Linked DNA regions of Mus musculus: all the other regions are linked to region 4. The links are chromatin contacts, called in public HiChIP or PLAC-seq and promoter capture Hi-C maps. All regions are on one chromosome and are shown on one strand. Each heading gives the region's core, a stretch centred on a gene start, on an enhancer-like site or on the middle of the called end of the contact. The rest is flanking DNA. Distances are from core to core; before and after follow the strand shown. Region 1 has its middle 4.9 kb from the start of Gm2109. Region 2 overlaps Bckdhb (branched chain ketoacid dehydrogenase E1, beta polypeptide). Region 3 holds the start of Ttk (Ttk protein kinase). Region 4 holds the start of Tent5a (terminal nucleotidyltransferase 5A). Region 5 holds the start of Cyb5r4 (cytochrome b5 reductase 4). Region 6 overlaps Bckdhb (branched chain ketoacid dehydrogenase E1, beta polypeptide). Region 7 holds the start of Bckdhb (branched chain ketoacid dehydrogenase E1, beta polypeptide).

Region 1 (3,288 bases), core at 761-3,260, 1.6 Mb before region 4:
GGCCAGAATCTCCTCTTAAAAGAAAATTTAGGTCAGACACAGCCAGGATAAACTTTTTATTATTATTATTATTATTTGTTTAAAAGTCAACTTATTTAGGATCTTAATTACATCTACAAAACCCTTCACATCTTTCGTGTAGAACAATATGATCGCCTTTGCCATAATTCTCAGTGAGAAGAAAATGAGTTTCGCCCTGAATACACCTACATTCCACACCCTGTCGATTCTCAGAGGTAAAAAAAAGGTGAGGTGAAGTTAAGAAGCTGAAGCAAATACCAAAAGGGCCAAAATCTTACATCTCTATGACCAGGACCGTTTAATGTGGAGTTCAGGACTGGACCCAGACAGGGCGGGAGTGAGTTAGGGAGCACCTGAGAGGCAGAGCTCACCTGTGTTAAATGTTTCCCAGTGCAGCCGCTCGTTTCTGTTTTAAATAATTTTCTTTATGGTTTGCCATAAAGTGAATATTTTCCAAATAATCATCAAGAAATAAAGACCCCCAAAACTGTGTCTTTATTTATTATTATTATTTTAATATATCTTATAACAAGGCAGTCTGGATGCATTTGCTCTAGTTAGTATGATGTACTCATTAGAAAAAAAAAAGGAGTAATCACTAGAAAACTAAATCAAGCAAATCGTCAATACTTGCCACATAGTAACAAGGCCGTTTATTAACTAATTCACTTATAAGGTGGAAGCAAACTCTGGCTAATATTTTAAAACCATAACAAACTCAATTAATGTCAGCAGCTACTATTGATGCCTGATTTTATGGAGACATTATCATGAAAGGAATTTATATTAATTGAGTACCTTTAGTGTTGAGAAAAGAATCCGAAGTTCACTACTGGCATATGTAATATGATACAAATTTTAAGATTTACCAACTAAAATTACTGTTTTTCTTGTTTATTCTATAAAGCATCCTGTCAAACTAGTAATTTCACTTGGCTCCCTGTCTACCAAGACTTTCTAGGAACATGACAATTCCTTATCTTAATGATTTTTTACATGTAATCCTCTTCCATTTTATATATATATATATTTTTTTTTTCAGAAACGCAGGCACAAGGGTGGAGGAAGATGATCAGTCATAGCTGGGGAGATATAGCAATTAAAGTATTGTGCGGCTGCCCTGGCAGCTGTAATTTTAAAGATGAAAGCTTCATTTTTTTCCCCCTATCTACAATGCCAATTTCATCCAAGCTGTTGTGTTGAGTGCTACATGCACTTAAAAATTACATGTTTAAACTAATCAGGAGCAGAGGGAACGTAAACCCCTCATCCCAATAACGTGGGTGGACTATAAATCTGCTGTGCCTTTTTAACCATCGAAAACTAGGTCTGTTCAAAACGTATTGTTTCTAGAAGTCTGTCAGACAAATACAAAGATATAGATGCAAAATATTCACTGCAGGGGCTTAAGGAGGCAAAGTCTAATAATTTAGAGTAAATAGCAGCCGAAATATCCTCACCTTGGCATTTCTGTCCAAGCTAGCGCAAGAAGAAAGCCCACATTAATTGGTACGCTCAGAGAAACAGGCACTTAGAGCAATTAAGTCAGATGCAGGAAAACAGCCCTGCATTGAAAAGCTGACAGCGGGACCCGGGCACAATATCCGTAATGAGTGGCTGAGGATGGTAATGGATGGAGGCTTGGAGACTAATGGACAATTAATGTAAAACAGATGACTTCCCTCGGAGATGACGGTCTTTTGAAAGGCGCTTCACCTGCTGCTCAAACAAACGCAGCTAAAATGAAATGGGAAGAGGAATGAGGACTCACTGAAGTGAGCCGCAGCCAGCGTTTGTGTCCCTGCTTTCTCCTTGAATATTCGCAGAATCTAGGTCAAAGATTTAACGGGCTCTTGGCAACGGGGGCTGGGGGGGGGGGTGCTTCCTGTCATTTTGGCTTCCTGCCGTAAGGATGGCCTGAGTTGAAGGGTTGCTGTGGCAAGCCTTCCCAGGAGACGCTCTAGGGCTTCTCCTTGTGTCCAGGGGGAAGAAGACAGTGCCTGTCCCGATGCTGCACGGCAGTTTGGAATGACAGGCGCCAAGTGTCCCGGTTGTATGCACTGCCATAGAGATCCTGCAGAGCAGAGCAGTGGTTTTCAACCTTCCTTAATGCCTTCAACACAGTTGTGGTGACCCTCCAAGCATAAAACTATTTCATTGCTTCTTTATAACTGTAGTTTTGCAACTGTTATAAATCCTAATGTAAATATCTGATATAGAGGATGTACATCTAACCCCTGTTGAAAAGTTCCCTCAGAGCGAAGGTATGAAAAGGGGTCTTTCAACTAGCAAGGGGGGTCATGACCCACAGGCTGAGAATCACTGCCGTAGAGGGTCTCTTGGAGATTTGAGAGCCAGGTTTCTTTTCCAGTGCTTATTAAGGTAGGACAGAGTCCTTCATACCTGAGCTTACATAAGTCGAGGATAGGCTTGTCCCAGAAACAGGTTAAGCACCAAAACCGTAGAGCGAAAGCAGATGTCTGGGAAGAGACGTCCCTTTCCCCTAGGGAAGTGCTGCTGGGGTCCCTGTGGTCCCTGAAGCCTGCCTAGCCCTGCCAGAGGCTTGGTGCCACCTGGACTGAGCCTGAGTCCCAGGAACAGTAACTAGCTGCCATCCAGAAAAGAAGAGGAGACGATGAGCCAAGCAGTCCTGGAGAGAACTGTAACCCCTAGAGACAAGGAAATCCTTGTCACTTTCCTGCCTCCCAACACTCTCGGTGCCCAACTCTAAGGACACAATGCTATGACGCTGTCTAAGTCACTGGGCGCTGCATACTGTGTGGGACCATTTTCACTCCAAAGGTCTTGGTAATTTTTTTCACCTATCCTCCTCCATGTTTTCTTCTATTTACTCAGAACAGTGTATCTGGGCTAGCAAGTGTAGGAACGCAGTCTGCATGCTACTGAACACCCTTGAGCAGTGGCCTGAATACTACCAGAAATCTTTGCACTTGTAGAAAAACAGGAAAATGATTCTCAACTCACAGCTGTTTCCAGCTAACAGAATTCCTGTGAGAAAAAGTCAAGTGACGAAAACAAAATGTCAGCTATGTCACACGTATTCATATAAACAACAGCGTTGGGGAGAGGGCTCAGGGCCAGAGACAAGGCTCAGGGCTGGAGACAAGGCTCAGAGCCAGAGACAGGACCTAGGGCTGGAGACAGGGCTCAGAGCCAGAGACAGAACCTAGGGCTGGAGACAGGGCTCAGGGCTGAGACAGGGCTCAGGGCTGGAGACAGGGCTCAGGGCTGGAGACAGGGCTCAGG
Region 2 (3,683 bases), core at 1,142-3,641, 1.3 Mb before region 4:
CTGTAATCCTAAAATGTTATTTCAAGCCAGAGGCAGAACTGGCAAAAGAAACTGGATTTTCTGACTCCTGATAACTCGGGATTGTAATGACGCCTACAGGAGGGGAAAGATTGCCGCTGACAGGAGCCTTGACAGCCCTGCCTGTTTAGGCCACTGCTTGGGTAATAAGCCCATTGCCTATACCAAATATAATTTGCATATAATTATACAAGGACCACTAGGAGAAGGTTGTTGAGCTTGGGATTGTGTCTTTTTGTAAACATTTCTTCCTCCGAGCTTGCTTTTAAAATGTGGTCTCTGTTGGTACACTGCTGTAGAGTATAATGCAGTTTTCAGACTGGAATGAGCTCCGAAAGATGATCTAATCTGGTGTCTCTTGAGTTTGAATAGTATGTGGACTCATGTTTATGGAAAAATGACTCTGCAGCCACAGGAATACATTAGCAAATCCTCATTTCAGAAACACTGGGTTAAGAGTTTAAACACTGCCATTGCAGCTTGCCAGCGCCAGAAATCACAAGAGTGTGTCACAGTTAGGTCCTGAAGCTGTGAGATGATTTATGGTGGTAAGAGTTGACAGAGAGATTGCCCACTGTGTAATCATACTTATACCATAACTCGGATGCACCAAGGCAAGGCAGCTTGTGCCACACCTTGACACTCAGAGCTTGACTGTGGCTCCTTAGGTGTTCGCAAGCACCTGAAACATAGCCTCTTTTTACCAGACGCATATTTGCTACTAAACTGCTGTGACTGATAGATTTATAAAGACGAGAGAGATCTTGAACTAGTCCAGGAATTTTGAGTCAGTGCTCAAAGAGTACATACACAATCATTTCTGAGAGTCCAGCAGCCCCAAGAGGAACATAGAAATTTTGAATTCATTATAAAATTGCGTGTTTCTATAAAGAAATCATTCAATGAGTGAACTACAAGGTGAATTAGGTAATGCTGTAAAATTTGTAGGGGATTTGCATCTAATTAGAACTTTGTTTCATCTTAATTCGTTTTATTTGTCTAGACACAGAATGCAGAAAATGAATTTAAATAGGTCTTACCAGAGAGTATATTTGCCTCTTACTGCTTTTACTGATTGATGAAGGAAGTTACAGATATGGGCTTTGTCCTTTTTAGTAATATGTTTAAGAACAAGCTGATGTGGTTTTAGCAGTTGTTTTTCACGGGTGCAGCTACAGGAGGTGGGCACTCACAGCCTCCTGTCAGTGAAACCTGGATCAGGTTACTGGTGCCACGGGCTGCTTGAATTGGTGTCACTGAAGTGAGTTTCAGCTGCTTTCACCACTTGGAGTGATTCATACTTCTACATTTCTTTTTGATGTTTGGACCTTGTAAGGTTAGCAAAGATGAAACCAGGTTATGGTATTGAAAGTCAGCCTTCCGAGCTGCAGAGAAAGGAAGTGTCCGAGGGAAAACTTTTCATTCTCTTTGGGAGAAAGAAGCTTGAAACTGTAAATGAGGGTGGACCCTGAATTTGATCACTCCTTGCTAAAATATCTGCTTCTCATTGTATCGAAGAATCTTAAGTTTTCTTTGAAATTTCAAATAAAAATGTTGCACCCCACATGTTATTATGTAGAGCATTCGTAGCAGGTTTATAGAAATCCATGGTTAATTTTTTAAAAAATGCTTAGGAAAATAATCAATAAATAGTAAGACTACTGTTTTTAAATTAAAAAAAAAATCTGAAAACTCTTGAAAACCTAAAACTGTTTTATTTATATTTCAACCTATTATCCATAGTCAAAATTTTAAAAAGGAGAGAATTTATCACCTACCAAATAGCTTTTCAAGTTTTATAATTGATATCACTAGATAGAAGCATCAACTTTGCTAAAAAAGTTAAATCTCTGACGGAAGGACAACTTGACAATATGGCATTGTTAGCATTACTATAGAAAGATTATTTTTACTTATAGAAATAAAATATAGACGAATGAATACAAAATATAGTCATAATTTATTTGTTTAACTTTAATTTACTGCAGATGTCCCTTCTCATCAGACAAGATGTTTTACAGTCCATATCTCCAATTCCTTCAGAGCTGTTGCTTCTTCCTCACAAAGCCTCATATATTATTATTAACATCGTTATAAATAGTCTTACTGTGAAATAATGCTAAATTCACCAGAGAAATGACTACCCTATGTTCAGTATATAGAAATCATTCAGATTTATTAATAGTGCCTTCTAAGATTTCTGTGTTTTAAAGAATGCTGATAAGAATGAAAGGAAAACATTTAATTGAGAACATTGGATTTAATTTAGAAGTTAAGAGGGAGGCAGAACAAGCTGAGGCCTGATACCCTTGGGAGGGATGCTCTGGTCCTTCCTCCAGCGCGCCGCTGTCTCTCCCCAGCTAACTTTACGTTCCCATCTGTTCCTACTTTGGGATGCGCGGACTCTTTTGCCCTCCCCCCTCATTTGACACATGATGAATCCTGAAGTCCTGAGGACTTGAAGGGTTAAATTTGAACCCTGGTGTGTGAAAAAAAACAAACCAAAAAAAAAAGCAAAGATGGTAGATTTCATGGTTTCTAGAAAACAAGTTTTATGTTGTGGTGTTTGTGCTCCTCAGCTTTGCAGCCACAGATTTTATGTCCACTGCTCAAGAAGTTGCCTCCATTTTAACTTCTCCCAAATTAATTTGTGCTGTAGATTTGAGGATCTGGTCTCCAACTCAGTAATTACATATTTAAATGTTAAGACCGACCAGTTTAGGTATTTCACAGCTTTAGAAACATAACGTGATTCCTGTGGACATTTTAGAAACCAGTCTTCATTATTAGCTTCCGGCACAGTCCCATAATGATAAGTCTCTGACTCTGATCTCTGATATAATGGTGTGATAATTAAAAAAAAAAAGTTTTTTTTTTAATCCCCCTTCTGGATTCAATACTCAATAAGAGCGCCAAAAGTTTTAGGGATTGTGGTTGACTTAAAGGTTTCTTTTTCTTTCTTTCTTTTTTTTTTTTTTTCCTTCGTCTTCTTTCTTTTTTCAACACATGGAAGCAATAACTCTGCACTAGAGAGGCCAATTGGAGAGGAGGGTAACTTTCCATACCATTGTTCTATCCTTGCTGTGCGGTCCTGTAGCTGAGAATAGGAACTGAGAGGTCGCACCCACATACACAGAGTTCGTAAGGCGATCAATCGGGTTCTGATGGTTGGAGAGGGTTTGGATAGCGCCTGCGTGAATCCCTGTGCAGAAGGAAAGTTACAGTGTTCAACAGAAGGAAGACTGCTTTTCTGACTGCTTTGTGTTAGAGAAGCTGATTTGGAGATTTGTTTCTTTATAAACCCGCTGCTACCGAATTTATAAATAGTGTTTTTAAGCATGTCATGTTATGAAAAAAAGACAGATCCTAAATGATACTGAGTTTTTACCTGTAATACCTATTTCTCTCTCTCTCTCTCTCTATATATATATACATATATAGAGAGAGACTCTCTCTATATATAATACTTTGTATAAGATATACTTTATCTTAATTTAAAAAGTGTTTATTAGCAACATATCATTTGCTAGCAGCAGATGAAGCAGAAGCAAACAGTCAGGGGAAATGTGCCTTTTTTGCTAAAGCGTGGGAACCAGAGCCTCTTGAGAGCTGGTCAGCATACAGTGTCTGTGACCTGGGCTTTGTAAAGAGCAGTTTTGCCCTGA
Region 3 (3,552 bases), core at 529-3,028, 1.5 Mb before region 4:
TTAATTTTATGTATTCTAAAATAAAGACTTCTTTTTATTATTTGTAGTTGTGTTTGTGTGTGTGCATCTGTGGTAAATGCACCTGAGTGTGGGTATCTCAGATGCACCAGATTCCCGTTGGAGCTGGAGTCACCAGCGATGGTGAGCACCTGATGTGGGGCTTCTGCAAAAGCAAGAAGTGCTCTTAGCTGCTGAACCATCTCTCCAGCCCTTCATACAGTTTTTAAATTGTGCTTTCAAGCCTAGTGATTTTTTTTCTTTTCCCAGCAAATTATCTTCTAACCCCACATAATGTACTTTCTATTGCATACCTTGCACATTTCATTTCCATACATCTATTTTGCTTTTTCTCACACACTCTGAATTTCTCTTTAACATGTTTATAGAATTCTCTCTTAAGTTTTTGGAGTGCATAAAATACAGCACACATTACTATTTTAATGTCCTAATTAGCCAAATATGTCATCTGTGTCATTTCTGGTCTGTTTTAATTGATCCCTTATTCCCCCTCCCCCTTAATAGTTACATTTTCTTGTTTTCAAAGTCTGGTGATTTTTTTTTCAATTACATAAGAGTGTAACGACAACCCTGTTGAGTTTTCTTGTATTTCTATAAATATTACTGAGCTGTGTTCTAGTCTACAGTTAAATTTCATGAAGATAGTCTGATCTTTTTAAGGTTTGCTTTTCAGCTTTTATGCTTGACCAAAAATACTTTAAAGACTAACTTTGCATTAAACCTTCTGTGTCTATAGGTTCTACATTCATGGATTTACTCAACTGTAGATGAGAAAAAAATATGTTTTTCCTGTGTCTCTATTGAACAACTTGTCAATATTTCTTAAGTAACACTATATAACATCTATTTGTATCACTTCTGTATTCAACTGGGTATTACAAATGATGCATAGACGATAAATTTTAAAGTATTCAGGACGCTGGGAGATTTAAATCACATGCCTTTAACCCCAGCCTGTTCTGCAAAGGGAGTCAGTTCTGTGGCAGCAGTGAATACACACACAGTGAGATTCTGCCTCGAAAACAAAAACAAACTAGCTCCCCTCCCCCACCAAAAGAAAATAAATGTATACAGGAATAGAGCATAGGTTGTGTGTACAATGCCTCTTTATTTAAAGACTTGGAATATCCACAGATTTGGGTATCAGCAATTTGTGACAGAGGGCATCACTTACTGAATGAAGATGAGAGATCTGGCTACTGCTGTAGCTTCTTACACAAAGCAAAACTATCAAGAGTAAACCAGAGCAAAAACACAGCATCTGCGCCATTTCTCGCCCATGAAACCGTTCCCCTGGACCACACAGTCTGCTAGGGGAGCTGGGTACCATTGAGAAAGCCTAGAGAAGCGTTTCTCCTAAGAGCAGCTGAGCTCATAACTGAGACAGCATCACGGGGATGGGGGCGGGGGGGGGGAATGGTTCGGAGAAAGGAGCTCAGCCAGGATGTCCCGACAGGGAGGGGACCAGAATTCTAACAAAGAGAAGGGCGGGTCTTGGGTTGAAGGCGAGGCCAGGGCTCCCTGGAGGGTAGTGCAAGGTCCAGCGGGAGAGCACCAAAGAAAAAGACCCTGACCCCTGACCGTACAGGCGCAGGTCAGCACGGCGAGCGCGTCGGCAGCTGCGGGTAACTCCCCGGGCCGCTTGAAGTGGGTGGGTCCGGCCTCAACGCAGGAGGGGCGGTGCGACGCAAGGAGCCAATCACGGCCCACGCTTCCACGTGGCGAGCCGTAACCAATGAGAGGTAGCGGGGAAGGCAGCGGGGAAATTTCAAACGTGTTTCCGGAGAGGGGTTGGGGTGCTGCTGTTTGGGCTGCAGCTTGGCTTTCAGAGGTGGGTGCATCAGAGCGGGCATGGCAGAGAGGCTGCGGCCGGCGGGAGGCTGCTGGGTGACGAGGGTGGCGGCGAGCGAGCTGGCGCTTGAGCCCCCGGCCAGGCGGGCGGGTACGGCCTGTAGGTCCTGGGCTGCTGGTGGGGGAGCAGGGCCCAGAAGCGGGTGCGCCGTGCGGGTCAGGACTGATTGTGTAACTCTCAAGACCTGCCCCCGTGGGTGGCTGTGAGCTGGGAGGAGGTGGGGAACCCCTTGCTCCCCTCCTTTGGGCCCATTTTTATTGTTAACACTCCGCGGTGGCTCTGAGCTTTAGTTACTGCGTTGTGGAGAATGGCAGACAGAGTGACAGAAAGCCTGCAGACTGTGGGCTATTAACCAACACATTCATGCAGATAACCGGAGCGCCTGGGCTCCAGTACTGTGACAAGTACCTCGATGCTTGCATTAGAAGGATAAAAGCACAAATCAGGGCTTTGTCTGGGACAAACTTCTGAAAGTCGCTTATCTGTAGAAGGATGCAGAATGCGCGCAATGTCAATATTTACTCTGGCAGGGTAGGCGACCAAAGGGACAACTTATTGTCATTACCAAACGGATTCCTTACGTTCCGTAGGTGAAAGAAAGACATTCAGTGAAATGAAGTTTTCAAAGGCGTCAGCTGGACGTGGTGGTGTATCTATGTACAGCTAGTGCTTGGGAGATGTAAGGAGATAAGCTGCAGAATCAGAGAGAGCAAGGCCATCCTAGGCTACTTAACACCCTTACTCAAAACACAAAAGCGTCATGAGAGCATTATCTTCCAGGTTCACACAGTGTAACCTCAATGCTGTTTCATACTGGGAAGAATAGATGTTTTTGGTTCGTTGAAACTTTGTTCTGGTAAATTACAAGCTATGTCCTTGTGGGTTTTGTTGCTCTGGTTTGATTTAGTTGCCACTAACACTTACCTCATAACAGTTACATTTAGATAGATATGTTTACAAAACTAATGTTCTATCTTATTTATTCCAAAGACGAGTTACAATTTAGAAATGGAGGCTGAAGAGTTAATTGGCAGCAGTGTGACGATTGATTCCATCATGAGCAAAATGAGAGATATTAAAAATAAGATAAATGAAGACTGTACTGATGAGCTAAGCTTGTCTAAAATCTGTGCCGATCACACGGGTGAGTTTTTTCTTTGCTTAAAAAAGCAAACAAAAACCTAAAAAAAAAAAAAAAAAAACCGTTGAGAGCCTCCGAGTTGAAGGTGAGCAGTGTTAACCACCTTGTGTGGCCTAATGAAGTTGTTTCTGTTTTTCTCAGTAAGTGATGGTTATCCGTTAAATTGTACTTCATACTTTAACTTCTTTTGTTTGGAAACATTACAAGTGTTTTTTGCTGGAGGGAAACAGGCAGGCAGATAGATACACCAAACTTGGGAATCTGAGGCAGAAAGCTCTCAAGTTTGTAGCCAGTGTGGAAAACATAGTAAGACCCTATCTCAAAAGCTCAAAACAACAAAAAAGAATCCTTCTTGAGTGTGCTCACAGGTAGTTCTCTCAACTCTTTTGTTACTGCCTGCTACCTTTGTTGGCTACTTTGCCTGCTGCTGTGAGCGCGCGCGTACACACACACACACACACACACACACACACACACACACACACACACAGGGTTTTTGGTTTTGACTGTTTTTGCCACAAACTGAGGAAGCCTCACCAAT
Region 4 (3,360 bases), core at 601-3,100:
CTTTGCTGAGAATTATTTTGCTCCTTCCTGTTTGTTTTGTTAAGTTTCAGCAAAACACTACCTACGAGCTTAAACGGTCTTCGGAAAACAGGGGAAAAAATACATTTAACGAGTAGTTTTGCCGTCTGGGAAAGAGACTAGAAGTAATAGTTTGAGGCTTTTGGCAGACACAGCAGCATACTAAGACGTTCTATTGTCATGTCTGAGTTCAAATGTTATTTTTTGAAGATGGTCTAATGGGCACAATATTCACCCAGTATCCACAGAGAGACAGACAGTGTCGTGAGTTGGCCTCTCTCAGCCTGGTCTCCAACCACCCCGTTCTCCTCCCCCTTAGGCAATCAATCTTATCAGTCGAGTGTGTCCCTCCAGCGACACTCTACAGTTACAGCCAAAGAGGAACTAAATTGCCTTCAGACAACTTTAATTAATTATACAAAACGCCACCTAAACCGAAGGGGAGGGGCACACTATTACACCCTCGACTCTGTGAATTAACAGGGAAAAGCATCAAATATCTTAAACGCCGAAGTCAGTGGAGTATGGATCGATTCACATTTTCCAATATAATAAAAACCATTGACTCAGTTCTGCTTCAGGCTGCTATTTTTCCCAAAGTCTAGATTACAAGATGACTCAAAAAAATTATTTACATCATTCCATCCTTCCACCAATCACGTTATACTCTGGACAAGAGTCCAGCAAGGAAAGTCAAGAGTTAAACCATAGAGAGAAGGAAGAGAAGGAAACGCAGAGGAGGAAGCACAGAGTTGTGGCGCTGGATCTCCCAGGAAACTAAAACACTCCACACCACTCACGCGCATTAGTGCGCTCGTGAAAAAAAAATAATAAAAAAATAAATAAACGAACTCACTATGGCCATACTGACGGCAGTCAAGGCAAGCTGGGCTTGCTTTCTCCCCACCCCTGCTCTGCCCAAGCCCATCAGGTGGCTTTACCTTGAGAGTGAGCGGTGTGATCTTCTCCTTGTTCACCCCTTCGGGCAAGAAGTCTAACAGGCAATCCAGAACGACGTCCTTCACAGTCTGAAACTCCTCTTCCCCACGCAGGTCAGCGCAGAAGATGAGGTCCAGGTCCTTGTAGCCTAGGCCACTGTCCTGGTGCAGGACGTGACTGGCGGCTGAGCCGTTGAGGCGCACGTCGCGGACACCTATGCCCTTCTCTTCCAGGCGCCTCCTCACCACCTTCACAATCAGGCTTGGCTGCAGCTCGAGCGTGGGGAAGTTGCCGCGCCCGTGGATCGGGATGGTCTCGCTCAGAATGCCGTCCAACCGCTGCACTTGCTCCCAGTTCAGCACATTGCAGTGCGCCGTGGGGCTTTCGCAATAGTCCGAGCAGCGGTCGCCGAAGCTGCTGCCGCCGCCGCCGAAGTCACCACCCAGGGGGATGTAAGGGCCGCCGGTCAGCTCGTCCTCTGCCATGGCAAAGTACCCTTCGCCCTCGGCCATGTAGTGCCCTCCGAAAGCCACTTGGCCTTGGTCAGTCCTAAGAGGAAAGAGTGGATTTAGGGGAGCGGCAGAGAGGTGTGCGGGTGAGGGGACAGGGGTCCCGCCGAGGGGCCTGGGCTTCCCCTCCCCGATCGTGACGCCCATAGTAGCCCTCCTCCCCCAACCCTCACCGACCCCAATGCCCAGCCGCGCGCCGCGCCCCGCAGAGCAGCCCCGCACCAAAAGTATCTCTGATGCATCTGGAAAGCACAAGCGAGAGTCCCGTCTGTGTCACCTGGAGGCGGCCGCCCCTTCTAGGAGCGCAGGCGAGCGAGGAACCGCGAGGCGGACACACTTCGCAGGAGCTGCGAGTGCGCTCCCGGCAGCGGCCCGCGACTTCTCCGCGCCGACCCCCGCCGCGCCCTGAGCGTTCCCGCCCCTTGCCCGCGCCCCGCCCGCGCCCCCGCTGCGGTGGTCTCGGAGGTGGCGGCTCTCGACGCCGCCGATGCCACCGCGCACACTCGCGTCTCTGGAGCTTTAGCAGTTGTGCGGGGGGAAATGTCTTCAGTACTTTTTTTATACCGGGCTTCTCCGCGCTTCCGGGGCCCCAGCGCGCAGCGCTCGCCACACCCTCTCATTTGCATAGAGCACCGCCCCCAGCGCTGGGTGGACAGTCGCCGGAGCTCAGAGCTGCTGGAGCTAGGCCAGGGTGCGCAGCCCCTGGCTATGAGCACAGACAGATGCCTGTGGCTCCTACGTGTAGATTTATCCATTTCTGCACGTCCACACACGCGCGCGCGCACACACACACCCCTAAAGAGGAGACACTTTGCCTCAAATGTGATAGATGGCCATCAAAACCGGATCAGGGTTAAAAATCACGCAACTATAGAAACTTCCCAAGCCTAGCCTTCTGGCCGGGTGGAGCGCGTCATTGCCGCGTAACTGGGTCTCCTGGAGGTTCCCTCAACAGTGTCCGTTTGTGGCTAGACCGCCGATTCCACTCTGGACCCTGGGCCAAGTGTGGTCTCCAGAGGCAACTGGTCACGCACGTCAGTCTCTGTGAGGGAGGGGGAGGGTTTGCTGAGAACTGAGTTTCGATTCTCGAAACCTCGAGAAGTGCTGGTGGGGGGGTGGGGGTGGGGTGGGGAGTCCGGTACCAGCCAGCCAGCCTGAGTGCGCGTCCAGCTGCTGCCCGCGAGCTGGGCAGGCGCGCGTCTCCTATCACACAGCTCCGCGGGCTCGCGGCCAACCCGCGGGGTCTCGGAGCGCAACCCCAGCAGTGCACGAAAAGCGGCCGCCAGGGTGGCGGTCCTTCGGCTCAGACTTGGGAGAAGCGCGTTCCTCGCAGCCTCTAAGGTTCTCAGTTCTTAAGCGGATAAAACGTCAATGATCAAAGTAGGCTCTGGCTTCTTACCGGCCATTAAGGGCAAATTTAAAAGACGAGAAGTTTCTCCCCCTCCAGCTTCAGTCGCCAGTGGAGTGCTTAAGGGTTGGAAAAGGTTATCTCTGCGCTCTGGCACCGCACTGTTTGCTAGAAAGCTCCCTGCTTTCGCTTGTCCACTTCCTCCGCCGCCCCGCTGCTGCCTCCGTTCAAAGTAATGCTTTGCAGTCCTTGATCCAGGTAGAGGCTGTGAGCCGAACGAGGCAGTCAGGGTAGAGAGGAGAGGCCCTGAGATGAACAGCCATTACCCCCATGACCCTAGACAACTTCAGAGAATCAGCCTCTGAATTTAGGGAGCCCTGGTCTAGAAGCCCAACCTGAGTTGAGGGATGGGATGCAGGGGTGTCGCCCACGCAAATCTAGCTGCGTGACAACGCCGCCCCCTGCTGGTGCCCCGTGGAGCTGTGAGTCCACAAAATGGAGAAACTAGAAGCCAGGCTTTCTTAGCATAGGCCGAACCTAGGCCAA
Region 5 (3,699 bases), core at 886-3,385, 1.7 Mb after region 4:
AAACATTTTGTAATAATTACAGTATTTGGAATCCTCTTTGTCCCTACACTAGAATTAAATGTTGGGATTTTAAGATAGACATCATGTACAAATGTCCTGATTGTGTTATAAATATTTGTGATTCACAAAGAATACTTCTGGTTTTTTTTTTATTAAATCACAAATTTATCTTTAGTTATAATTTTTCAAGGAACTATTTGGTTTTTTTAAAAGACCGGCTCTTGTAATGTCTGGTGTTTTCTGCTGATCTCAATTGGATGTTTAGTTACAGATGATATAATCTTGGCAGTTAGTGAGGAAAACTGGGTGCTGCTACTATTCTCACGGATATTAGTATTTGTTTGCTTGCTCATAGGGAAATGCTTTAAGTAATTATAGTTGAGAAAGAAAAACAATCTTGGGTCACTTAAATCTTAAGGACTGTAATTAAGTATGGAGTAGTGTGACTCTCACTCTGATATTCTCCTGTTGTCTTTAATCTGGTGTTCAGTACTTTCTGTATATGTTGAAGGATTCCTATAATTAAAAAAAAAAGGTTTAAATTTGAATGATTTGTACAGAGTCTAAAAACGGTGAGAACATGAAGTTGCTCTCTTTTCTTTTGTCCTGGATAAAGCTAAGATTTGGAAGACATAAAATTCAACATTATCCACTTTCCTTTTGCTTTAGTTTCCCGCTCACAATATTCTCATATAAACATCTTCTTCTGGGGAGTAAAATAAATCCTCAGTGACTGATTTTTCTTACATAGGCATCACAGAAGAAAACTTATTCCATACTTTAATGAGATGGACGATGGACTTGCATGGTTAGGGTGACACAGTAGATTATGCTCATGAAGTCCTTTTAGTTTTTATATAATCACCTGCTCAGCAGTTCAGGTGCAAACAAACATATTTTATTAATCTATAATCTGAGCTACTTGTGAGGATGAGGCAGGAGAACTGCAAGTTCAATGCTTGTCTGACAATATACCAAAAATATTTTCCTGCAGTATTCCAGAATAAAAATGGGTAGAGGTGGAGATGAGAGGTAATTAGCTAGCTAAGAAATGTCCCGTGCTTGAATGACTAAGCATATCCACAGACTCTCTCATAATATTAAACCACATTATCACAACTTTGACTCCCAGGGACTCTGGAAACTACATAGCTGGAGTAAATGATGTGTCCAGAATCAGAAAAAATTAGAACCCCACAGAGAATGGGATGGGTTATTTAGAACTACTCTTTGGGAAAATGTTCTCTTTCTATTGGATTCCACCCTGTGGATCTGTGTATTTTCCTAGCAAAAAGAAAAAGCCAATGTATCACTAACATGGACCCACAGTGTTAGGAATTTCTCTTGTTAACAAATCAGGATAGTATAAGGTGGCCTGTCTTTTGTTACATGCCTATTAATATATACAGTATATGGTTTAGATATAGCCATTTATTTCTTACAGAAACCCAAGCCTATACAGACAAAATGTTCCTTTAATAAAAAGTAGCGTGCATAGGCCATTAAATACAAGGATGACACCAAAACCAAATCACTCTATTTAGGAGTGAGCTACTTGTAGATTTCAGGGAAAGTGAAGAGTTATGGGAGGAGGAAGAATGTGTGAGTGTATGGATAGAGAAGGTCTTCTGGAAACGTCGTCTGGAAACGTCTTTTACTCGTTTTCCAGACTGGTTCCCCAAACGTGACGTTTCTTAACCCACAGCAGAGGCTGCTTGAGTTCGGCTTCTTAGCTCATGAAACTGTGAAGTCCTCTTTCCTAGAGCTTAGTATTTTACAGGAGAGAACTATTCAGCAGTCTGAACGTTTTGATAGTGTTGTTTTCTTTCATATTTCAATTGTTGTTTATCAAGAGACAGGCACTGGTCTTCTTGTTCTACCAGAAATAACCCTCGGCCTCTATCAGCACCAGGGCTGGGGAACAGCTTCACTCTCTGATCTTTCAGCAGAAAGCTGTCATTTCCTTGTGGTGCTGAAGTTTAGGACCAAAGAGTAACTGAGCATGCGCTGCCCTGCCCCCAACCCCCGCACAGCCACCCCTTCCCAAGCCGGGCGACCGGGCTCACAGAGTGAGTGAGCCTTTCCTCTGACTCCGCCCCCGCCCCGCCTCTCGTGAGCGTGATTGCGTCACGACGCGCCTGACCCCTGGCGACCCCGGAAGTGGGTCGGGGGCTTGGCCTCGGCCGGGCCAAGGAGCCCGCACGGACGGTGGTGGGCGCTGGGGTCCCACCAGGGCAGCCTGTCCGGTGGCGGAGCCCGGATGCGGCCCGAGCCGGGGGCCCAGGATGCTGAACGTCCCTTCCCAGGCTTTCCCGGCCCCCGGCTCCCAGCAGCGCGTCTCCTCCCAGGGGCGCAGCAAGGTAAGTGGCGACGCCGTTCGTTCGACTACTAACTCAAACGCCCTAAGTGTGTTTGAGCTGCTGAAGTTGGCCGCGGTAAGTCCACTCGGCACCCCGCTTCCGGCATGGTTGCATTTCTGTCTCAAGCTGTCCTCTCCAGTCTTTTGTTCTTTACGGTCAAAGATCCAGGCTGAGCAGTGGCGGTGGCTAGGGATGATTGGAGTCTGCAAACCTGCCGTCAGATTTAGTGCCACCTCTTCAAGTCGCACTCCTCTGTGTATACGGTAGCCAGTGGTTCCAGCACTGCCTCATCTGTAGACACCCCTGGTTGATTTTGAATCTGGTACCATGCTCTTGTCTATTTGTTGAATATGGTTACTGTCAGCAGCAGGTGGAAATACAGATATATAGTTGCAAAATTCAGTACAAATTGTGTAGTGTATTCATTGCAAGGCGAATGCTCTTATGTTATTTTGCTAGTTCCTTATTCTGTAACCACATCTTGGTATTTTCTTTTGAGACTTCTGTCTTCTTGGGCTACTCGATTCCTTTCTCGAGTTTTATTTTATATGACTTTGAGACTTTCCATTCTTCTCCACTTAGATCTGAGGTTTTGCCCTTAGATCAGAAAAGGAATTGAGGTTTTCATTTATTTTTCAGAAATGTCTGTCCCCAGCTTTAATCATACATAGCACTAAGATGTTTTGTGGGCTCACTGATGGCCATGTGTATCTGGAGTCCTTTTCCTTTGCCCATTGAATCTTCACAGTTACCCTGAAGCTAGGGACGTTTACTATCTTCATTCTTGGTAAAAAGAAATAGGTTGATGAAAGTCTGCTATCAGTCACGTAAGCTTGTGATTATGACATTTCCTTCATTGCTGTGTGTGCGCCTCTGCTCACCAGCCATCAACTGGGTATCTTGCTCTCTCTTTAAGCTAAGTGCTTGGCTCCATAGTCTAAGGTTGCCCTTTGTAGAATGAGAACGTCAGTAACTGACTTTCTTCATTAAAATGGCTATGTTCTCAGCATTCATTTAAAGGAGAAAACTTCTAGGCAAAGACAGCAAGTTCCTTAGATGCGATAGCAGAAGTAAGTTTTGTTGTCCCCAAAGAGGGCAAAGTAAGATCTTTGTGTAATTTAATAGGACCCTCAGGTAGGATTAATTTCTTTGTTATGAAATGAGACAATCTCGAACCCTTGAGAGGCAGAGTTAGGACTGCATAAAACAATGAAACAGTCAGATAAAGTTTTCAAAAATGGAACTCAGCCAGATAGGCTGATTGTTAAATTGTTAAAAGTCTAGAACTTTGGAGTAGGAAAGAGATGTCTTTCCAAGACCCACTACTTCATCGCAGTCA
Region 6 (3,337 bases), core at 370-2,869, 1.2 Mb before region 4:
CAAATTACAAATGCATGCGATCTGTTCATTTCCACTGTGCCCCCTCACTTCCTCTTGTCATCGCTGTTGCCGTTTGAATTATCAGCAGGCCCATGATTCATCTCTGATGATACCTTTAGATTCCTCACGCAGGAGCCTTGAGAACAGCGTACAGCTCTATAGCCACTCGAATGGATTGTGTAAGATATAGATGTGTAAAATATGAAAACCACTTGTAGCTGTCTTCTGGTTGTGGCTGATCTGGTGGCCATCTGGTTGTCCCCCTTTTCCTTCTGCACCCCTCCTTTGGAATTTCCTTCCTTTTCCATGCTCCTTAGATGTTCCTGTACATACAGGGAGGGACACAGAGGGATCTTACAGTGCAGGCTTGTTGAATATGAGTAATAATAATTGAAAAAAAATAGATGTATTCTTTTTAAAAAAAATCAATATCAAGTTACTGGACGGTGTCTTGGAGAAGGGCATTTATGCTGAATTTGGAAGGTGCACCATGTGACCATAGCAGGATAGAGGAAAGCAAGAAACAAAATTAGATCAAAAGGGCTTTTAAGAAAGCAACGATATGGTCCCTTTCTCTTCCCCTTCCCTTTCATTTCCCCTTGCTCCCTTCCCCCATATCTTCCCCCTCCCCTCCTCTTTCCCTTTCTTTCCCTATTCGAATTCCCTTCCTCTTCCTCTTCTTCTTTCCTTCCCTTCCTTTTCTCTTTCCTTACTTTCTTTGGAAGGTATGTGTTTGTACATCTGTTCTTGGCTTGGGGAAACTAGGAAAGTTACTCAGGAGGCAGGGTTGCTGTTGCAACAGTGCAGCATCTATTCCATGAAGGAGAGGGTGTTTAGGCATTACTAAGGAGTGAAAATATCCCAGGCCTACTTTCTAAATTGTGTGTGTGTGTGTGTGTGTGTGTGTGTGTGTGTGGTAACTAAGCCCTTTAATGTCTCAAGGTGAGGCAGTTCTGGTTAATCTGAGTGTCACTAATACAAAGGGCTTGTGAGACGGAGTATGATATTCTGCACTGTTAGTTAGTTTTGCACACTTCAACTGAGCCAGCACCTAGACAACAACTGATAGCCAAGCCAGTAAAGACAAAACCAAACAAAAACCAAACACAACCTAAGCACAGATATTTAACTCACAATTCTGTATTATACCTCAGATCAAGAATGAGATGGCTCGAAATGACAACATATAGTTCAAATAACTATTGAAATATGTTCCCCTTTTGAGAAACTCCAAGAGCTGTGAGGAACATATGGTGTCTCCTCTGACCAGCTTCAGGCCTGACACACCCTTTGCTCTCTACTGGCCATTTTCCTCAGCCCGGGCCTACATGCTTAGCTACTCCTTATGTAACATCTTAAATAACTGAAGTCACAACTTTTGCTTTGTTTAGACACTGTAGCACCATGGCTAATCTCAGTATTTTTGCATTCATTAACAAAGCTATATTCTATGGTGGTGATTCAACCAGTGAACATGTTGTTTGCTTTGCACAAAACCAGGTAGATTTTGTCCCTAAAACTAGGTCATATTGTTACCACTACAGAAGGACAAGCATGTTTCTAGATCACTGGTTCTTTCGTATCTTGGGGAAGGGTGGTTGCCATGGTGATCTCACAATCTCTGGAGGGAATTCGATCCTGTCCTTAAACAACCCAAAACCCACTGAGCTGGAGCGCCCCTCTGCAAAGGGTTTCCTTCTGCAGAAATTACTCGCATTACTGAAATAAAGTTTAATTTCTGCAGTGCTGGTTTGTCATAGCTTTGGTTAGTATTCTTAAGAACTGCAATTAAAAGCAATTAGTTTGGGTTGATGACTTTCTGTGATTTTTTAAGAATGAGGTTAGCGAATGTACTCTCAAATGCACAGAATTCTCTGTGCTCTTACTCACATGAGCTGTTGAACTTAAGCAAAGCAGTCTAGCAAGAAGCATTTCAGTGTTTGAGGTTTGGGGTTTTCCAGACCTTCAGTGTGTGTTTCTCAAGATCAGGGAACCCTCCTGTCTGTCCAAGGCCACTAGTGAAGCAGAGGACAGGCACTAATGTACAGAGTATTCTATAGCTGTGCTATATGTGCACAGTCGGTAGTTCTGAACCAGCAATTGTGTGGCGGGCAGATTGATGTGCGAACACCGCATTTACCACACCGGGACTGCACATTTGCTCTGCAGCTGTGTTTAACGGTTATCAGTTTGGCGTGCAGCGTGATTATTTTGGAGGGAGAACACACACTTCAGACCCCTTTTGGCAGTGCCGAAGTAACTGAAGTACCTGCTGCTGAGATGAATCATATGAGCTTAATTAGATTTGCTACGTAATTAGCCTTGGAGGGAGCCTAGGGAACATCCTTGCGGGTTGGTGATTCGTTATGTCAAAAGTAAGCTTGCTCCTTTTGGAGGCTGGGAATCGAAAATGATGAGATTTGGATGCATTGGAAACTCTGATTCATATATGCACACGTGTGTACATATATGCACTTAGGCATGTGTGCACATATCTATGTATGTGCAGACACAGAGAGAGACAGAGACAGAAGCAGACATGTGTGCTTTTAAAAGTGAAACTTTTCCAGGAGTGGCTGGAATGTCTGCCCCAGACAGCTAGGATTTGTTTGCTCCGTGCAGCTCTGTCTGTACATGGCAAGGACCACTTGCTGGGACTTACATACATGTTCAGCTCGCTTCCTACTGCTAAGGGGAGCCCACAGCTCCTTAAGAAGGACCCAGTGTCAGCTGCGGGGGCCTTTCGCATCAGCATGGACTGGGGTTGGTGTCTATGCTCTGAGACAGGGACCCTGTGCTACACTTTAGTTTACACTGAATTTGAGATTGTAATTTCAGTGTCTTGCTCTATTGCCTGTTGTTTTGATTGTTTAAAAAAAAAAGATGACTTAATTTAATTCTCAAAAACCATTAATTTAAATACTTTAGAGATATTATTCTCTAGTGGTAGAGTCCTAAAAAAAAAAAAAGTCAGTCAAGTGTGGAGAACAACTATAAAACATTTACTGTGAGGAGGTTAAGTTCTATTCCCCAATTTAAGGCAAAGCCAGGCTAAGACTTGCAAACTATGCATATTTAAAGTATTTTGCCAGCCTTTCAAAAAGTTGTAATATTTTAACCAAAAAACTTAGATAAATTCATCTGGACTATCTCATAAATAAAAAAAAAATAAATAAATGAAAGGGGGCCGGTTTCCTTTTCTTCTGAAGTGCTTTGTGATTTGAAACTCACTATAGAAACCATCCAACTTACGTCGATGGCTGCGAGCTGGAGACAAGTGTGATCTCACAGTCACGTACTTCCCACCAAAGCAAGCTGCTCAGAGTTAACTTAAAAC
Region 7 (3,444 bases), core at 579-3,078, 1.4 Mb before region 4:
GGTAGTGATATTCCTCTGGATCCATCTGCAAAGAAAGTGTTACTTTTTTACATATAGTCACTGAATCAAAAGAGGGACGAATCTCAGCAGAAGTAGACTGAAGTGAAGTTCTGTGAGAGAAAACGAACCAAGAATCATTCTGAAGAAAGAAGAGCAACTGTGATGTCCATTGGCTCCATCTTCACAGGCTCTCCGTGTCCCCAGGGATTAGTCAGAAACCCAAGTGGAAATGGCTCAAACAAAGAAGATAGCCCATTTGCAGCATATTAAGGTGTCATGAGGAACCCAGCCATCAGAAATTCCAAATGTAGTCAGTTTCATCTTTTTTTGGGATTATCAAATTACTGAAAACTTCCAATTTTTGCACTTCCCAGAGGCATTTAAAGATAGCCTGACTCCCTGAAAAGAGAGTTTCCCAAACGAAGTTCAATGCAGCTGGGGATGGGGGCAGGCAGAGGCTCTCAGCATAGGAACAAGACATTTCTTTCCTTGCCCTGGAAGACACTTCATTCTTTCACGACAATGAGCCTTTGCACCCACCTCACCTGTTGTGGAAGACTATGGTTCTCTGTGCTCTGCTTTGGCAACCTCTAATCCTCTGGGTGCAGGTCAGCCTTACCTCTGGAAGCATTTTGACCTTCAAGAGCTTGTTTCTCTTCATGCTGTTCTAAGTCTCTTACCACATTTGAATGCCACTGTCTAAGCTGTCTCCTTTGTGTGCATTTCTGAATACGTAGAATTCCATTTCTACTCTTACCCCGTGCTTCTTAGCTAAACCTAACATCTGTTAAGAGGTCACAAATACTACAGGAGGAATGTTTCTTCCTGGCTCCTTCCTCTCTGTTCTCTCAGTCTGTCATAATACTTTCTCCATTCTGGAATCCTTCCTCGAGATCTAGACATACTTTCTTGCCTCTGTTGTATTCTATTTTGATGGCTATCTTCCAACTCATGGCTAAGGAAGATAAATAAATACACACACACATATCATATATATGATATATATGCGATATCATATTTGATATGTATGTGATATATATGATATATATAAAACACTTAAATATTTTAAGATAAAATTTATAAAGTTGATTATTTTGACTTTAAATCAGTCATTCAACTTGCTTTTTTTTTTTTTTTTGGTTTTTTGAGACAGGGTTTCTCTGTGTAGCCCTGGCTGTCCTGGAACTCACTCTGTAGACCAGCCTGCCTCTGCCTCCCAAGTGCTGGGATTAAAGGCGTGCACCACCACCGCCCGGCAACTTGCATATTTCTAAGTTACACAGAGTAAGACCATTAGGTGATTTTTGCTGCACCTCGACTTTAAATTCCTAGTGGATTTGAAGGCCGAAATCTCTACTTACTATTTTTTGATATGATCTAAATCAGGATAAGCAAAATCAATTTTAAAGATTTAAATATATTTACTATTTCAAAATAAGAGTGAAGGCCTTTCCCGAATTCTAGATTTTTTCGGAAACTCGAAACCAACGCCTGTCTTTGCAATGACCATATTGCACTTACAGACTATGAGAAACACAGCCTAAAACGAAAACGCTACTGAAAAATGCACCGCAAAAATGACACTGCGAAAGAACACAGGCAGTCGCGTTGTGACACCCCAAGTCCTGCAGCTGATTTTGGGGTGGGACCCAGGGACCACATCTCAGGCTGCAGGGGCCTTGGTATGGCTTCCGTCTGGGCGGGCCGCCAGGTCATAGCGTCTCCATCCCCGCCCCCGAACTTCCGTCTCCGATTGGTCTCTTTCACGGACCCGCCCCTCGAGGCTGCCCAATGAGGAAGCCTGCGTCTTAGCTCCTCCCTCCCTGCCGGCAGCGTGGGCTGCGGTGCCTGAGAACTGGGGATGGCGGCGGTGGCTGCGCGCGCGGGTGGGCTGCTGTGGCTCCGGGCTGCGGGAGCAGAGCGGCGGCGGTGCGGACTGCGCTGCGCTGCGCTGGTGCAAGGCTTCCTGCAACCCGGGGGCGAGGACACGGCCCAGAAGCGGCGGGTGGCCCACTTCACTTTCCATCCGGACCCAGAGTCCCTGCAGTATGGTGAGATTTGGGGATCTTGCTGCATCCCGGCTCTATCCTTGCCTTGCCCTAGACTCTAGACTCTACTCTAGAGCCTCCTTGGTTCGGGTCAGTTTGCGTTCCTGTTACTCGTCCTTGGTGATTCTTCCCTTCAGATGCAGCCCCTGGAACTTCAAGATAGGTGAGAGGGCACTCTGCCTTCTGCTAGGGCCTGAGGGTGTAGAGGAGTTGTCCAAAGAGCGCTCCCCCGCCCCCTTCCCCTGAGTTCTATCCATGCTTTCCCCATATCAGGTCTTAGGTGTTAGCTTGTCCTAGACTGAGTCACTAACTTGAGGCAACTGTCTGTAAAACACTTGCCTTTTAATTTTCATTTGAAAATGTAAACCTAGGGAGTAAATACTAGAATTTGATTTTCTCAAGGTCACGAGACAGGTTCTGCCTAAAGATGGGAAAGAATCCAGACTTCTATTTCAGCCTCATACAGAGCTCCTGCTGGGCCCCGCTGTCACCTGGCCAAGCAGTATTCCATAGAGATGGTGGAGAAGAGCGAACAGAAGGGAATGGGGCAGGCTCCTGTCCTGCCACCTTTGCCTCACTCTGACTGTTTCTCCTGTAAGTTTTATGCAGTCGCCCTCCATCCTAGGTCTAACTGCAGAGCACCAGGAGAAAGTAAGGAAAACCTACACTGTTTTTTTTTTTTTTTTTGTCTAATAACTTGGGGCTGGCAGTTTTTGGAAGCCCATCTTTACTTGTGAACAATAATGGAATATTTAACCGAAAGCTTGCTATTGGTGAAATTTACATTCCTCATCTCATTTAGTTCATAGGACAAGATTTAATTTCATGTGAGGTAGGTCATGTTTTCATGTTTGCTTTGCAGTTAGATAAACGGAAGCCTTGAAGCAGATTATTCAACAGTACACAGGACATAAGTTCATGAGACATAGCGCCAATGGTCAGAATCTAGTAAGCAGGATTCCAGACTTGCCACTCCACGGAAGGCAATAAAGAGGCCTTTAGAAATAATTTCAATGACGGGGTTTCCCAGTTTTGTGAAATAGTAGGACTAGAAAGATGAACAGCAGTTCGTTTTTCCCTCTCAGCCTTCAGTACTGTTTTCACAGCAAAGAAACTTTGGCCTGGTAATGGAGAAATAGAGCAGAGGTCTTCCGAATTCTCCTTTCCACAGTTGTGAAATTACTAAAATCCGAGTGATGTCATGGCTCTAGGTTGTTACTATAGAAACAGTACAAACATCTTACAGATAAAAGGCAGAGTTTAGAAAAAAGTGACAACATGATTGCACCTCTCATGGTGGATGCTGCTAAACCTTTTGAGGTTCATTCTTCCAGAGCTCTGTCTTTTCCACAGTTGTAGTTTTAATACAAGTCCAATTTGCATCAACTAGAAAAAT

Evidence for each region. Promoter capture Hi-C pulls out the DNA fragments that hold promoters and counts their contacts. HiChIP or PLAC-seq counts read pairs in DNA pulled down with a chosen protein or histone mark. Capture Hi-C pulls out chosen DNA fragments and counts their contacts.
Region 1: a contact with region 4 is called in an H3K4me3 HiChIP or PLAC-seq map of forebrain, with 7 times the contacts expected there. The contact joins the enhancer-like site here to the promoter of Tent5a in region 4. A contact is called at or near these places in 3 of 39 promoter capture datasets (the 3T3-L1 cell line, embryonic stem cells and pre-B cells) and 3 of 115 datasets of contacts at active chromatin or transcription factors (astrocytes, forebrain and stem cell-derived neural progenitor cells).
Region 2: a contact with region 4 is called in an H3K4me3 HiChIP or PLAC-seq map of embryonic limb bud, with 14 times the contacts expected there. The contact joins the enhancer-like site here to the promoter of Tent5a in region 4. A contact is called at or near these places in 14 of 39 promoter capture datasets (the 3T3-L1 cell line, 3T3-L1-derived adipocytes, the C10 cell line and 9 more), 1 of 15 datasets of contacts at CTCF or cohesin (large pre-B cells), 7 of 115 datasets of contacts at active chromatin or transcription factors (VIP interneurons, embryonic forebrain, embryonic limb bud and 3 more) and 1 of 9 other capture datasets (embryonic stem cells).
Region 3: a contact with region 4 is called in a promoter capture Hi-C map of liver, with 7 times the contacts expected there. The contact joins the promoter of Ttk here to the promoter of Tent5a in region 4. A contact is called at or near these places in 7 of 39 promoter capture datasets (cranial neural crest, embryonic stem cells, erythroid cells and 4 more), 5 of 484 Hi-C or Micro-C datasets (LSK cells, Sertoli cells, macrophages and 2 more), 11 of 115 datasets of contacts at active chromatin or transcription factors (astrocytes, bone marrow-derived macrophages, cardiomyocytes and 8 more) and 3 of 9 other capture datasets (adipose tissue, embryonic stem cells and liver).
Region 5: a contact with region 4 is called in a promoter capture Hi-C map of erythroid cells, with 43 times the contacts expected there. The contact joins the promoter of Cyb5r4 here to the promoter of Tent5a in region 4. A contact is called at or near these places in 3 of 39 promoter capture datasets (erythroid cells, liver and pre-B cells) and 1 of 9 other capture datasets (liver).
Region 6: a promoter capture Hi-C map of hippocampal neurons shows a contact between it and region 4, with 7 times the contacts expected there. The contact joins the enhancer-like site here to the promoter of Tent5a in region 4. A contact is called at or near these places in 11 of 39 promoter capture datasets (the 3T3-L1 cell line, the C10 cell line, the HPC-7 cell line and 8 more), 3 of 15 datasets of contacts at CTCF or cohesin (embryonic stem cells, large pre-B cells and stem cell-derived epiblast-like cells), 25 of 484 Hi-C or Micro-C datasets (the AtT-20 cell line, the N1E-115 cell line, adipose-derived mesenchymal stem cells and 14 more), 16 of 115 datasets of contacts at active chromatin or transcription factors (acute myeloid leukemia, astrocytes, craniofacial prominence and 11 more) and 1 of 9 other capture datasets (embryonic stem cells).
Region 7: a contact with region 4 is called in a promoter capture Hi-C map of adipose tissue, with 8 times the contacts expected there. The contact joins the promoter of Bckdhb here to the promoter of Tent5a in region 4. A contact is called at or near these places in 17 of 39 promoter capture datasets (the 3T3-L1 cell line, 3T3-L1-derived adipocytes, the C10 cell line and 12 more), 5 of 484 Hi-C or Micro-C datasets (CD8 T cells, hematopoietic stem and progenitor cells, nephron progenitors and 2 more), 11 of 115 datasets of contacts at active chromatin or transcription factors (astrocytes, cardiomyocytes, embryonic midbrain and 4 more) and 3 of 9 other capture datasets (adipose tissue, liver and macrophages).

What each region holds. Positions count from the first base shown.
Region 1 is chr9:83,684,976-83,688,263 of GRCm38.p6, forward strand. No RefSeq gene overlaps it. Among named protein-coding and RNA genes, the nearest start is that of Gm2109, 4.9 kb to the right of the region's middle. Within about 2 kb of position 2,011, at least 64 of the 459 cell types and tissues checked have an H3K27ac peak or open chromatin away from gene starts, as enhancers often do. A contact at or near this core is called in forebrain and stem cell-derived neural progenitor cells, where this site is marked.
Region 2 is chr9:84,070,335-84,074,017 of GRCm38.p6, forward strand. The region is part of intron 9 of Bckdhb (branched chain ketoacid dehydrogenase E1, beta polypeptide); the gene reads left to right. Among named protein-coding and RNA genes, the nearest start is that of Gm46124, 47 kb to the left of the region's middle. Within about 2 kb of position 2,392, at least 10 of the 459 cell types and tissues checked have an H3K27ac peak or open chromatin away from gene starts, as enhancers often do. A contact at or near this core is called in second pharyngeal arch cranial neural crest, where this site is marked.
Region 3 is chr9:83,832,911-83,836,462 of GRCm38.p6, forward strand. It overlaps Ttk (Ttk protein kinase), which reads left to right and starts at 1,779. Exons shown (of 22, transcript NM_009445.2): 1 at 1,779-1,849; 2 at 2,861-3,014. The coding sequence starts at 2,879.
Region 4 is chr9:85,325,300-85,328,659 of GRCm38.p6, forward strand. It overlaps Tent5a (terminal nucleotidyltransferase 5A), which reads right to left and starts at 1,851. Exons shown (of 3, transcript NM_001160379.1): 1 at 1,744-1,851; 2 at 960-1,506. The coding sequence starts at 1,469.
Region 5 is chr9:87,019,894-87,023,592 of GRCm38.p6, forward strand. Cyb5r4 (cytochrome b5 reductase 4) reads left to right here and starts at 2,136. Exons shown (of 16, transcript NM_024195.2): 1 at 2,136-2,360. The coding sequence starts at 2,286. Ripply2 (ripply transcriptional repressor 2) reads left to right here. Exons shown (of 4, transcript NM_001037907.2): 4 at 1-548.
Region 6 is chr9:84,108,657-84,111,993 of GRCm38.p6, forward strand. All of the region lies in intron 9 of Bckdhb (branched chain ketoacid dehydrogenase E1, beta polypeptide), which reads left to right. Among named protein-coding and RNA genes, the nearest start is that of Gm26146, 78 kb to the right of the region's middle. Within about 2 kb of position 1,620, at least 52 of the 459 cell types and tissues checked have an H3K27ac peak or open chromatin away from gene starts, as enhancers often do. A contact at or near this core is called in beige adipocytes, cerebellum, cerebral cortex and 5 more, where this site is marked.
Region 7 is chr9:83,923,309-83,926,752 of GRCm38.p6, forward strand. Bckdhb (branched chain ketoacid dehydrogenase E1, beta polypeptide) reads left to right here and starts at 1,829. Exons shown (of 11, transcript NM_001305935.1): 1 at 1,829-2,051. The coding sequence starts at 1,862. It overlaps Gm36278 (a long non-coding RNA gene), which reads right to left and starts at 1,697. Exons shown (of 4, transcript XR_379675.2): 1 at 1,522-1,697; 2 at 129-233; 3 at 1-25.